Regions from separate parts of the Mus musculus genome. Here region 2 is linked to region 1. A link is a contact called in public promoter capture Hi-C data. All regions are on one chromosome and are shown on one strand. Each heading gives the region's core, a stretch centred on a gene start, on an enhancer-like site or on the middle of the called end of the contact. The rest is flanking DNA. Distances are from core to core; before and after follow the strand shown. Region 1 holds the start of Eml5 (echinoderm microtubule associated protein like 5). Region 2 has its middle 61 kb from the start of Gm40554.

What was found. Promoter capture Hi-C pulls out the DNA fragments that hold promoters and counts their contacts.
Region 2: a contact with region 1 is called in a promoter capture Hi-C map of 3T3-L1-derived adipocytes, with 3 times the contacts expected there. The contact joins the enhancer-like site here to the promoter of Eml5 in region 1. A contact is called at or near these places in 8 of 39 promoter capture datasets (the 3T3-L1 cell line, 3T3-L1-derived adipocytes, the HPC-7 cell line and 4 more), 4 of 484 Hi-C or Micro-C datasets (the C2C12 cell line, embryonic stem cells, nephron progenitors and 1 more) and 2 of 115 datasets of contacts at active chromatin or transcription factors (embryonic midbrain and forebrain).

What each region holds. Positions count from the first base shown.
Region 1 is chr12:98,897,379-98,903,179 of GRCm38.p6, reverse strand. It overlaps Eml5 (echinoderm microtubule associated protein like 5), which reads left to right and starts at 1,696. Exons shown (of 44, transcript NM_001081191.1): 1 at 1,696-2,348. The coding sequence starts at 2,152.
Region 2 is chr12:99,082,424-99,088,554 of GRCm38.p6, reverse strand. No RefSeq gene overlaps it. Among named protein-coding and RNA genes, the nearest start is that of Gm40554, 61 kb to the right of the region's middle. Within about 2 kb of position 4,189, at least 41 of the 459 cell types and tissues checked have an H3K27ac peak or open chromatin away from gene starts, as enhancers often do. A contact at or near this core is called in 3T3-L1-derived adipocytes, hippocampal neurons, neural progenitor cells and 1 more, where this site is marked.

The sequences.
Region 1 (5,801 bases), core at 447-2,946:
CTAGCCCAGTCTTCCGCTGAACCTGGGCCTCAGTCGTTTTAGCTGGGCTTTACGGTTAGTGAACCGCCATGATACACCTGTCTCTGCCTCCTTAGCAGTCAGCTTTTTATGTGAGACCTGGAGATGCGAAGCTCAGTTCTTATACTTGGGCAGCAAGCACTCACCTTCTTAGCCATCAGCCCATGGCTGACCTTACATTTCTTTTATAGGCTGGAGGATACATATCTCGGTGCCAACACATGAACAGAAAACCACAAATAACTCCATTTGCTTGAATTTTAGAATACACCCCACATGTCTGAACTATGTAGCTTCAGACTGGACTAGGAGGCATCAGATTACCAAAGGATTATTGTTCTTTTACGTAAATGGTTCACCAGATGTTTACTTGTTGATCCATATCTGGGGTCTGGTTGCATGACTTTCAGAAAGCGGTAACACCTTGTCCAGGGTAAAGGCTTGACTGACTTCTCTGCCATGACCCTGCTAACAGATCGCATAGAGAACTGGTGAGATTTGCTTTCCTCTCTTTAGTATTCATGAATGGTTCACTTTCCAGCCACCGCTGTGCCTCCGTCATCTCTTTTGGTCTTAAGTTGTCATCTGAGGATGGCTTAATTAAGAATGTTTTTGCTTCAAACTCTACCCTTGGGTCATTAAAAATTGCAATGGAAAATATGATAATGGGAAAATAAATTATTTAAATCTAGTATTAATCTGAAGTTCTTAAATATGTACCATGGGATCTGTAAAACATTGTGTTGAAAAAAAAACTGTACAGAGAGAAATTCTTATTCTTCTACACCCTACCTCATAAAAATTATATGTAGCTAGTGATTAATATTTCACGATGTACGGCAACAAATATTTAATTTTTTCTAAGCATACATAGATGTTACATAGTCAACATCTCTTCCAGGAGTAGTCTACCTGATCACAATTATTTAGGCCATCTGATTTCACAATTACTTTAAAACATGCCCTTCTTCATTTTAATCAAGAGATAATTGCTGCTATCCAAAACAGCAGCTGAAAGATCTGCCAGCGGGGTGGGGGTGGGTGGTGGTGGGGTGCGTGGGGGGGGGGGGTGGGTTCGGAGTTTTGGTGGGGACAGTGATGCACATTTGTAATCTCAGCATTCAGGAGACAAAAACAGGAGGATTATGAGTTTGAGGCCTGTTGAACAACAGTAGTAACAAATCCAGGACTATTTATTAGGACAGTGTATCTAATGTGTCAAAAGCACATTTGCGAGGTTAGGTTTTCTTCTTGCCAAATTTCTGGACCAGAGAGCACCATGATAAGCAAACACACACGTATATGTAAGGTATGGAGGAGGCGATTAAAGAATAAAGTGAACATTCTATTCTGGTGTTATTCATTGGCATATGAAATAGCTGAGGTCTAAGGGCAAGCGGGATTCCCCAGAGATTCCTGAGCAAGCAAACCCAGCAACAGGAATCCAAATCTGGGTGGGGTAATCCAGGTCTCGCGAGGGTGGGAACGGGTGCTTAGATCTTGGTAGGGAGGACTGCGTGGGGGGGGGGGGCGGGGGGGCGGGGGGCGTTAACCACAGCCTGGTGGTGGTGAGCAGGGAGCTCTCTGATTCCGCTCTACTCCGGGAGGGGCGGGGCCACCTGAGAGGTGGGGCTAGCGCAGGGGAGGGGCGGGGCCGCGCGGCTCCGCCCTCCCGCCACTCAGCTGGGCTCGGGAGCGCGCGGCGCGGCTCCGCCGGGGCTGTGGAGGCGAGGTAGCGGCTAGACCGGAGCGCCGCAGGTGACCCGGGCGGGGAGTCCGGTGCGCGGGGCGGGCGGAGAAGAAGCGGGCTGGAGGCGCGTCCCCGTCCCCCCTCTTCGCTTGGTTGTCTTCCAGCCTAAGGCACTGGGCTGAGGGGACACGGCGAGCTCCCAGACGCGCGAGGCTCCCGGACAGCCGGCGGCGCTCGCGGCCCTCAGCATGTTCGGTGAGGCGAGGCTTTTCCTCCCGCCCGTGGGCTGAAGCGGCGGCGGCGGCTGCGGCGGCCACGCAAGCGAGATGCACCTGCCGGGCTCGGCTTAGAGGAGCGTCCGGGCCGCCAGCGGGAGAGCTTTCGTCACCCAGCCCCGGCGGCGACCGCGGGCCCGAGCCGCAGCGACGGGTGGGCGCACCGACATGGCGGCTCGGAGCGCCCCGAGCTGCCACCTGCGGCTCGAGTGGGTGTACGGCTACCGGGGCCACCAGTGCCGCAACAACCTCTACTACACGGCGGCCAAGGAGATCGTGTACTTCGTGGCGGGGGTCGGCGTGGTGTATAGTCCGCGGGAGCATCGGCAGAAGTTCTTCCGCGGCCACAGCGACGACATCATCAGGTACGGGCTCGGGGAGGCGGAGGGGTGGGGTGGGAGGGGGACCGCTGTCACCCCTGCCGAGCGCCCTCGGAGTTTGCAGCTGCCTGTCCTTCTGGAAGTCGTGGCCGTTCACGCAAAGGGGCATCACCCAGGACAGCGATGTGCATCTATCTGGTTCGGAGCCCACCCACTTACCACTCCGCTTTCCGCAGCGCCCTTTTCTAGGGGAGCGAGCCTACGGATGCTCCGCAGGCCTTCGCTTGACTGGATTTGTGACCTTTTCCGTTCCATCAACATCAGGAGTTTAGACTCCGTGATTGGTTTCTTGTTAAAAAGGAAATCTTATTTCGCTAGGGAAAGGAAACACTTGACAGAAGACTAACCCAAGCTCTGCGGTACTCAACTCTTGGCCGTAGTTATTAGTTCAGATTTCACTATCTGCAATTATCAGCAGATAGCAAAGAAACTCATGTGTTACTCGGAAGGCAATTCACTAGAGGTTAAAATTCGCACGCTGGAAGGCACTTGGAGGGTATGTCTTTTATGAGAAATAACCTTTACCACACCGATTTCCGATTCTGTTTATCTTCATCAGAGTAACCTTAAGTTTACTTTCTTATTAGTAATTTCAATCACAGGGTGACAGTATCTTGCTCTCTATTGATCTGAATCTTAACGTTGGCCGAGATGTTTGGTAAGCTGTACATATAAAGGGTAATTTTCCACATTTCAGTCGAACTCTAATGTTAAAGTTGGGAGCGTTTGAATTGATTATTGCCTCAAGCACATTTCTGTCTTCCAACAAAGCGAATGTATTACAGAAAAATTTGCAAGTGTGTTATGTTGTTGCTTCTGTGTTCTTGACCCGGGTTCTGTGAGCAGGCATATTTGTTTCTTCGTGGATGTTTCGAATTAGGCACATCAAAAATCAGTATAGTGGTTTGATGCAGCGTAAGCAAGACACTCTGGTGCTGAAACTCTACGAGATTGTTATTTTAGCTCTCTGTACATATATAAGGGGGAAGGGGACCCCAGGCAATTGGAAGGTCAGCTGGGATGGAACAAAGTAAAAGTTAACAGCATATAAGATTGCAGAGAAGGGAAGGCTTGGTGGGGGCTTATTATCATTCTCTTGTTCATTAGACACTGCAGTGAAGGTTTTCCAGATTCTAGTTTTTTGGAAAGGAATCTGACAAGCAGTTTTATTTTTCTCAATTTAGGAATTTTCTGTTGTAGTGGTAGTCAAGGCATGAGACCTAGTGAAAGCCCCAAATCACTAATTTGAACAGAAGTTAATAGTAATTTCCCATCTTATTCACCCCAAGAAGAGAGTTATCTCATTTTCTTTTCTTTTCCCTCTGTCCTGCCATGTCTGTCCTTCTGTATGGATTGGGCCTCTAGCTTTACAAAACTACATGAATAGCTTTTGAGTAGCAGCCTCCCACCAGATATTACCAGGTTAAATTAAGTTAGTGGTGAGGACGTGAAGGATATGGCGGGTGTGATCATGAGTGCAAGACCCTGTTTGTATGGAAGTTTTCCAAAACTTGATGGGGTTTATTTGAGAGGAAGATGAAGCTATGCCTTCATTCTCCTAGCAGTAGTTAGAGGCTGTGTTATATAGCACACTGTTTGACTTTTTTTTTTTTTTTTTTTGGTCATACTGCAGATTGAACAAATAGGCCTCACAAATGGTTAAGCGCTGGCTCACTGAGCTACGCTGACTGTGGTTTTTATATTTTTTTGAGTAAACTGTAAGGAAGGTTGTACTTTTGTCTTGTGCAAAAGTTGTGCAACCCATACATGCATCTCAAAACACTTCAAATTGCAAACATACTCTACATGTCTGTGATTTGATGCAAACGATATATTATTATATAATTTATGGCAATTTAAAAAGATCTGAAAAGTTGTTGTGGGCAGTAAAGTTGAAACCATGCAGTGTATTAAAGATTGTGGCACAAATTTAATACAATACTAAGAATATAGTTGAGAAATGGAAGTACTTTGGAAATTGTATTTCAGATAATGACAAATTATTCTTGTGAAATAGAATAGTCAAATATTAAAACCTGTTTTTTTTTCAATTCAGTGCTTAACCTGTAAGCATAGAAACCACTCCAGTAATTTCTCACTATTTCACAGCAGAAGATACAGCATTCATGCATGTAACAGATGGTTAGAAAGCCATGTTATGATTTAATTAGCCTTAATGAAAATATTTTCATGAGTTTTATTTCTATATCTACTTAAAATTTCCTTGTGATTTGTTGGTGAAATATAACTTTAGGCTGAGACTGTTCTAAAGTGAACTGGCAATTATCATTTGGTTTTAAATCTGTAAGTGCTATGTTGGTTTTAAAGTTTGAATAGTCTGTTATTTGTTTGATGCTTCTATACTCTTACTGTCACCGAGGATGATATGACATTTTATTGCAGCCTTATATTTGTCTGCCTTCTTTTGCCCTTGTCTGTGTGTACTCCACTTCTCTAGGCATTATTCTTTTACTGCTAATTATTCCAATAACTTGTTTATACTTAGATGTGAACTTCAATGCCAAAATAATACAAGATGTTTTCCTTTTGTGCTCTCCCCTGCGTGCGCGTGTTTCAAGTTCGTTTGTTTCAATTTCTCTAGTAGGTGTTTGCAACAGTTTTTAGACTGTTATACTATGTTGCAAGTTCTATATTTAGGGTAAGAGGCTTATCAATGATCTGGTTTGTATTTTGAAACTTTTGCTAGCTGGTTTCCCCAAAGGATCTGGTAGTGTTTAAATTATGTTTTTCTTGTTATTTATTGCCTACCAACATTTATTTTGCAAAGTAGTGGATATTATCAAAAGTTCTCAAATCATGTATACCAGGAAGGGTCATGGATGGGATATAATTAATTTGGTATGTTTTCCTATTAGCCTCTAGTTGACTCAGTTGTCACATTTTATAGATCTAGAACTTGAAATGTTTTAAAATTAATTCCATTTATTCCTTCAAAAGACTTATTTCTTCCTTTTTTCCTTAAAGACTCAGCTTCAGTCCTCGGGGAAACAGTCATCTCCTGTGTCATACTCTGTGTTATAACAGAATATCTGAAGGCTGTTTTACTGCTTTCACCAACCCCTCTAATATTTATTTACCTTTGGTTCTGTTTTGCTGTAGCCATTTTTCTCAGGGTCACTAATGACTTACACATTGCCAAATCCAGTGGTGAGGTGTCAGCTCACATCTTTTTGATTTTTTTTTTTTTGTCACCACTCAACCCATTTGTTCATGCCCACCTTTTTAAATACTCCAAAAATTTGAAAGTTGATACATAAAACTAAAAAGTGCACAAATTTTGATATGTGTATATATTGATTAATGTTTAAATCTATGTAAAAAATGTTTCTGGCCTTAAACCTTTATCATTTCTTTTTGGTGAAAACATAGGAAAAAAAACCCTTTAGTTTTAAGAAATACATAGTTCATTTTCATTAA
Region 2 (6,131 bases), core at 2,940-5,439, 180 kb before region 1:
TGAGACAAGTGACTAAAGAGCCGGTGGGTTGTTCTCTTCAAGGCCAGCCCAAAGTCAGAGCTATTGTGTTTGAAGAATAGTCAGCGTTGCCTCCTTCTCAGAAAGTCTCCCTTTCCCCTTTTGTGTCAGACTTCCTTTTGGTCTCCAGTTAATTAGACCTTAGTGCCGTGCCTAGGGAATCTAAGCTCTCACCTTCTGCCGGGCTCCCCCTTCCCAGGCCCCTTGTGTTTGGGTGGGACCATATGGCCGTTTGCAGCCCATCAGCTGTGAGTAGCCATGAAGTGAGTCTTAGACCAGAGCATTCCATCTTCAGCCCCAGTCCCTAAGAGCTTCCTCTGAAGGACTGACAGCTCATCCACTTGGGCTACCGTAGCGATCAGAGCAGATCAGCTGGCTAGCATGGACAGTCACGGGGGACACAGCTGAGTGTCGTCAAAGCGCTTGAAAGCGACATGGTTTTTATCCTCAGCACAAGTACCCCGCTTGGCTGTTGGACAAATAGACACACCAATAGGTGTCTTTGACTGCACATAAGCCTGCTGTCCCAAGATTCTTTTTCTTACACTCTGCAGCTTGAGGCTGCTTCTCAGGCCTTTATTCCCTGCCTTTGACCCAGCCAAGCTTGTTTTCCTGTTTATTTGTTTCCTGTGGCGCTGGTGTGGGATTGAACATGGGGCCTCATACTTCCTAAGCAAACAGTCTACCACTGTCACTCCCTCAGTCCCCAAACTGCTCCTCAGCGTCTACCTTGCTAGATGATCTCACCCATTCATTTGGCTGGCCACTTCACAAAATTCATTGAGCCTTCCTCCTGCCTGCTCACCCAGTTGCACAATGGCCCTGCATGCATTCTCACTCCAAAGGAGTACCATCAAGTGTTATAGGAGCCCCTTGCCGTGACAGGTCCCAGAAGCAGCAAGGGATAGCTCTGAGCCTGGAGAATCAGCAGCCACTGGGCAGAGTGGAGAGAGAGGCTCGAGGTCTCCACGAGGATAGAGCTGTTAAAGAGCAGTACAGACGAGGAGCTGAGCTGGGCTCATTCAGAGAACACCAAGTGGCTGGGGATGAATAGCTGGGGTGGTGCTGTGGGCAAGTGGTAGATTCGTATGAAATGGAGGGCGCAGAGGCAGGTCCCCGAGAGCCTGGTAACCATGGCAACTGAGATGTGCACAGGCCAGTAGAAAGATGCTGGGAGATTTCAGCAAAGGGATACTCGGATCAGGCTTGTGTGTGGTTGGAGAAGAGAAAGGAGGTTTTTCTTTTTTCTTTTTTAATGAGTTGGCCAGACACACACACACACACACACACACACACACACACAGACTTTCTGTGTGCGTCCCTGTATATTTGTGTGTTTGTTTATGTTAGTCATAAAAAGCTCTGGAGCAGCCATTCCTAACACTGCCACTCTTTAATCCAGTTCCTCATGTTGTGGTGACCCCAACCGTAAAACTGCTTACTACTACTTCATAGCTGTAATTATGCTACTGTTATGAATCACAGCGTAAATTATCTGAAATCACAGGACATCTGACATTCGACCCCTTTCCCTACCCCCAGTTTGGTTGGGACCCACAGGTTGAGAACCACTGCCTTGGAGCAAAGCACAGAGCGAGGGGAGAGCGGAGGGGTGCACACATTGGTTAACAACCTGGGACCGCTTGATGAGGGGAAGACCAGACAGCAGGTGGAGGTGAGGTGAGATGAGGATGCTGAAGGGAACCCATGGGATGTGCAGAACCAGGGGCTGAGAGAAGTCAGCAAGGAGATGAGAGCGCCTAGCTAAGAGAGACACAGCCTGCGGCAGTGTCCTGGAGTGAAGGACTTCTGGAAATGGGTGCTCGATAGCAAAGATTTAAGCATTCAGCAGCACCATGGAGCGAGATCAAACCCAGAAGGGACTTGGCTGTAAACTCAGCCCCAGAATGGAACAAAGTGGTGGCAAAGGTACAAGAAGTCCCCTCAAGGGATTATTGGAGATGTGAGTGGGAATGAAGTTTTAGCCTGACCTCCTTGATGTAATAAAGACATGACTCGGGAAGAGAGGGTGCAAATGGTCAGGCAGACTCTAGCAACTCTCTGAGGAAATACATGGTAAGATAGTTACCTTACCATGGTAAGAGAGTGTGCATAGTTACCTAAGGACATTGCAGCGTAGACAGAAGAGTTGTGTGTGTGAATGTGTGTGTGTGTGAGTGTGAATGTGTGTCTGTGTTAGCTCTGAATGGTGTCCAACTCAGAGAAAGTAAACTTATGACAGATTTTGAGCTTTGAAAATTGCATTCTAAGCCCTCCTCAGACAGTGTGCTAAGAACTATTTAAGCTTATTTTTCTTGATAAAGAGGGTGGTGCTAATGGTGTGCAGATGGCCTGTGTGTGCTTATATATGTATATATGCGCATGTCTATGTATACATGCACACACACACATATATATACATACATGTATATATACATACATGTACATATGCACACATATATGTGTTTATGTATATATGTATATGTATGTATGCACACACACACACACACACACACACACACATCTATGCTTTGCAGAAAGCATCCTCAGAGTATCATGACTTGTCTTGTGTTTAGCACTTGGGTTCTTTTTCTACCTGAAACCTCCTTTCTCCTACTGCGTTAGCCACTCTCCTACTTCTATTGCTGTAATAAAATATCTTGGCAAAAGTAACTTCATGGAGAAAGGGCCTGTCTTGGCTCTCAGTTCCAGGGTACAGTCTGGGCTTGAGCAAGCTGGTCACAGTGCCTCAGCAGGCAGGAAGCAGAGGAGTGTGGGCGATCCTGCTCAGCTAGCTTTCTCCTTTATATGCAACCAGGGCCTAAGCCAAGGAGTGGTACTGCCCACTATTAGGGCAAGCCTTCCCCTTGGTTAACCTAATCAAAGATAATCCCTTGCAGGTGTTCTTGGGGGCCTGTCTCCTGGGCGATTCTACAGCCTATCAAGTTGACAGTCGACACTGCCTATCATACCTACGTAACCAAGGATCTTATTACCCGATCAGATGCTGTAGTTAGTTAATTCTGCAATCAGTTATGGTGCGGTACCAGACCAAATAGCTGATCACCTCCCTTGCTCTCTGTTGGACTGTTGGTGTCAGCCAAAGGCCCATGTGTTAAAGGCTTGGTTCCCACCCATTGCACTACTGAGAGGTAGGGACCTGGTGAAGCTATTAGGGGCATGCCCTTGAAGAAGGCATTGGGAATATACTTTCTGCCCTGTTTCCCAGACACGATGAGGTTAACAGGCCTCCTACTTTGTGTACTCCCACCATGATTTTGTCTTACCACAGAACCAACCAGCTATAGACTTGAAACCTTGAAAACTGTGAGCTTTTAAGATAAAGCAATCCGTCTCTTGAATTCATTTACAGTAATGGCATACCATCACAGCCCTGTGCCTCCAAGCACAGTGACTTAACGACCATTCATTTCGCTGAGACCACCATCTTTAGGTAAGAGAACCTGCCCGGGGCACTGATTCAGGGCTCTGTGTTCCTTCTTCTGTCTTGCTGCAGTCACCCCCAAAGTCATTGACTTCCCTTGTTGGTCTTCAAGATCAGAACCAAGTTAAAGGTGTTTCTACTTTCCTACTTCTAAGGATGGAAAGAAGGAATTTGGGGGTTTCTTTTCCTTCTTCTTAGGTGACTGACAACTGGGAGTAAGGTTCTGTGGTGGGATGTCCACAGACCTGGCTGCAGATAGCCGGCATTGGCCGTCAGCTCTGCTCACTGCTGCTGGAGCAAGCATCGACTCTCTCTCTCTCATGCTCCGTACAAAATGGTTTAACTTTGACCTCGCAGGCTGTGGCAGTTTCTAGGAACCCCTGGGAATAAATCCTAACGGCTCTTTTCTCTTACAGCTCTCTTCTTTTCCTTTTAGGAAAAAGGCCTTGTCAGAGGTTTAGCCATTGAAGCTAAGCCCCAGGATTCCTAATCCTTTCAGCCTCAGCTTCCCGACCTCCATGAGGCTCAAGGGCAGGGTCACGAATGTGTCGCAAGGCATAAAGGTGGACACTGCGTCCCAAGACTGGCCATCAAGGGGAGAGTTGAGGTGCCTGCTCTGTACCCCTGGCCTGTCCCTGCCTGGGGCATGCCTAGCCCTGTGTCGTCTGCTGGAGGGCGGTGCGGCAGCGCCACCGTGTGGCCGCGCGACATCAAAGCGCTGCGACTCCACCCGCTGGGGTTGTCGCGCTGCTCAGCCAGGAGCCTAGTTAGGATGCTTGGCTTAGGACATCTCCTCTGGTCCCCATATCGAATTTTTCTTTGCACTGCCCCCTGGTGGAGCTGTTTCTACCCCGAGGTGCAGAGGACTTATGCAAAGGGACAGTTATCATCAGAGGCTGCAGTCTAGCCGTCAACATGTACCCCAATGGTTTGAGCTCTCTGGTCTCAAAAAACGAGGAAAACAAAAAGCAAAAGTCCCCAGAGAGTCTCTCATCATGCCAGATCATGCGTTTTCCCGGAGTCAGGAGATGAGATATAACTCCCAGCCCCTGAGACATGCCCAGACAGACAGACATGGACCGCGTCTGCAGCAAGAACCACTCTTTCTACCTTCGGGATCTTTCGCTAGCCAATGTGTAGCACCCTGATCCAAGCTTGGTGATTCCAGGAATCGCCCCAGGGGGCTCTGCCTCAGCATAAATATTCCCCAGGTTTAGGAGGTCCCTATGTAGGCTGGGTTCTGGATACTAGAAAGGGAGACTTAACATCCCGCACTTCTGTTGCTATGGAAACGCCCCCCTCCCCGCAGGTAGACATATGTTAAACTCCAGCGATAAAAGAGCTATAGGGACCTTTAACTTATAGCGGCAGTGGGGGATGGAGGACTGCTCAAGGTCGCCCAGTTAACAAAGGTAAAAACCCAAGCCATTCTCCATTAGGAGAAGATGAAGCTTTGAGTACTCCTTGCTTCTCCATTCGGAGACATCTTCACAGAGTGAGGAGCTTTAGCCTGAGAAAGGCCCAGGAAAGATGGGGATTTGGAAAGAGAATTCATATCCAATCAGAGAACCTTGATTTTTCTACTTCTCCTTACTCAATCGGTTTCCAGCCTCTTCCTGGTCTGTTTGCAGAATAGGAGCACACCCAGAGCAGTATTATTGGTATCTGTCTGTAACAACGAAAGAAGAGACAGCCCAGTCATAAGGATCTGTCCCTGGTAGGTATATCCTGGGGGTGTTCACAAATAAATCTGGACCTGGTGCAAGTAACAATTTTAAAGCACTTGTCAAGTGTAAAGGAGCTCCAGGAACCAGCACATTCGCTGTTTACAAAATGTTGCAAGCCTTGTGATTAGCATCATTGTTCACGGAAGGAAACTGAAGCACAGTGAAGCATTTCAACTAAAGTCATTCAGAGAGCACCCAGCCTTCTCAAGTCCAGGTGCTCCTTCAGCCACCACGCTGCTGATGAAGAGGGGACACGAAAAGCATCTGTGTGCGCACGGGAGCCTGGGGGCCAGAGCCTGGGGCCCGGAGCCTGGAGAAAACAAAGTGTGCCCCCAACAACAGAGTTTTGCAATTAAAGTCCTGGGATGGTAGAAACAGGTCTCTCTCTCTCTCTCTCTCTCTCTCTCTCTCTCTCTCTCTCTCTCTCTCTCTCTCTCCCCCTCCCTCCCTCCCTCCCTCCCTCCCTCCCTCCCTCCCTCCCTCCCTTCCTTTCTTTATGAGACAGAAAGATGCTAAGATCTTCTTCTTGTGCTTGTCCTTCATCATTCTGTGTGGGAGGAAGATGTTCTCTGCATCTGGGAGAAATATCACCACATCATACACAGAGACCCACATGAACCCTTTGGTACCCTCTTAGACACAGCATCCTCATTCTCTACGGAATTGTACTTCTGTTTGGAGAAGGGATGCTTGCCCCTTTACAGCTTTTTAAAACTGGCAACGACAGATAATACAACAGGTTTTTTATTTTGTTTTTAAAGACAGGGTTCCTCAGGGTAGTCCTGGCTATCCTGGAACTTGCTCTGTGGATCAGGCTGGACTTGAATTTAGAGATTCACCTGCCTCTGCCTCCTGGATACTGGAATTAAAGTAGTATGCCACCACCACCCAGCTTTTTGTTTTGTTTTGTCTTGGTGTGTGTGTGTGGTGTGTGTATGTGT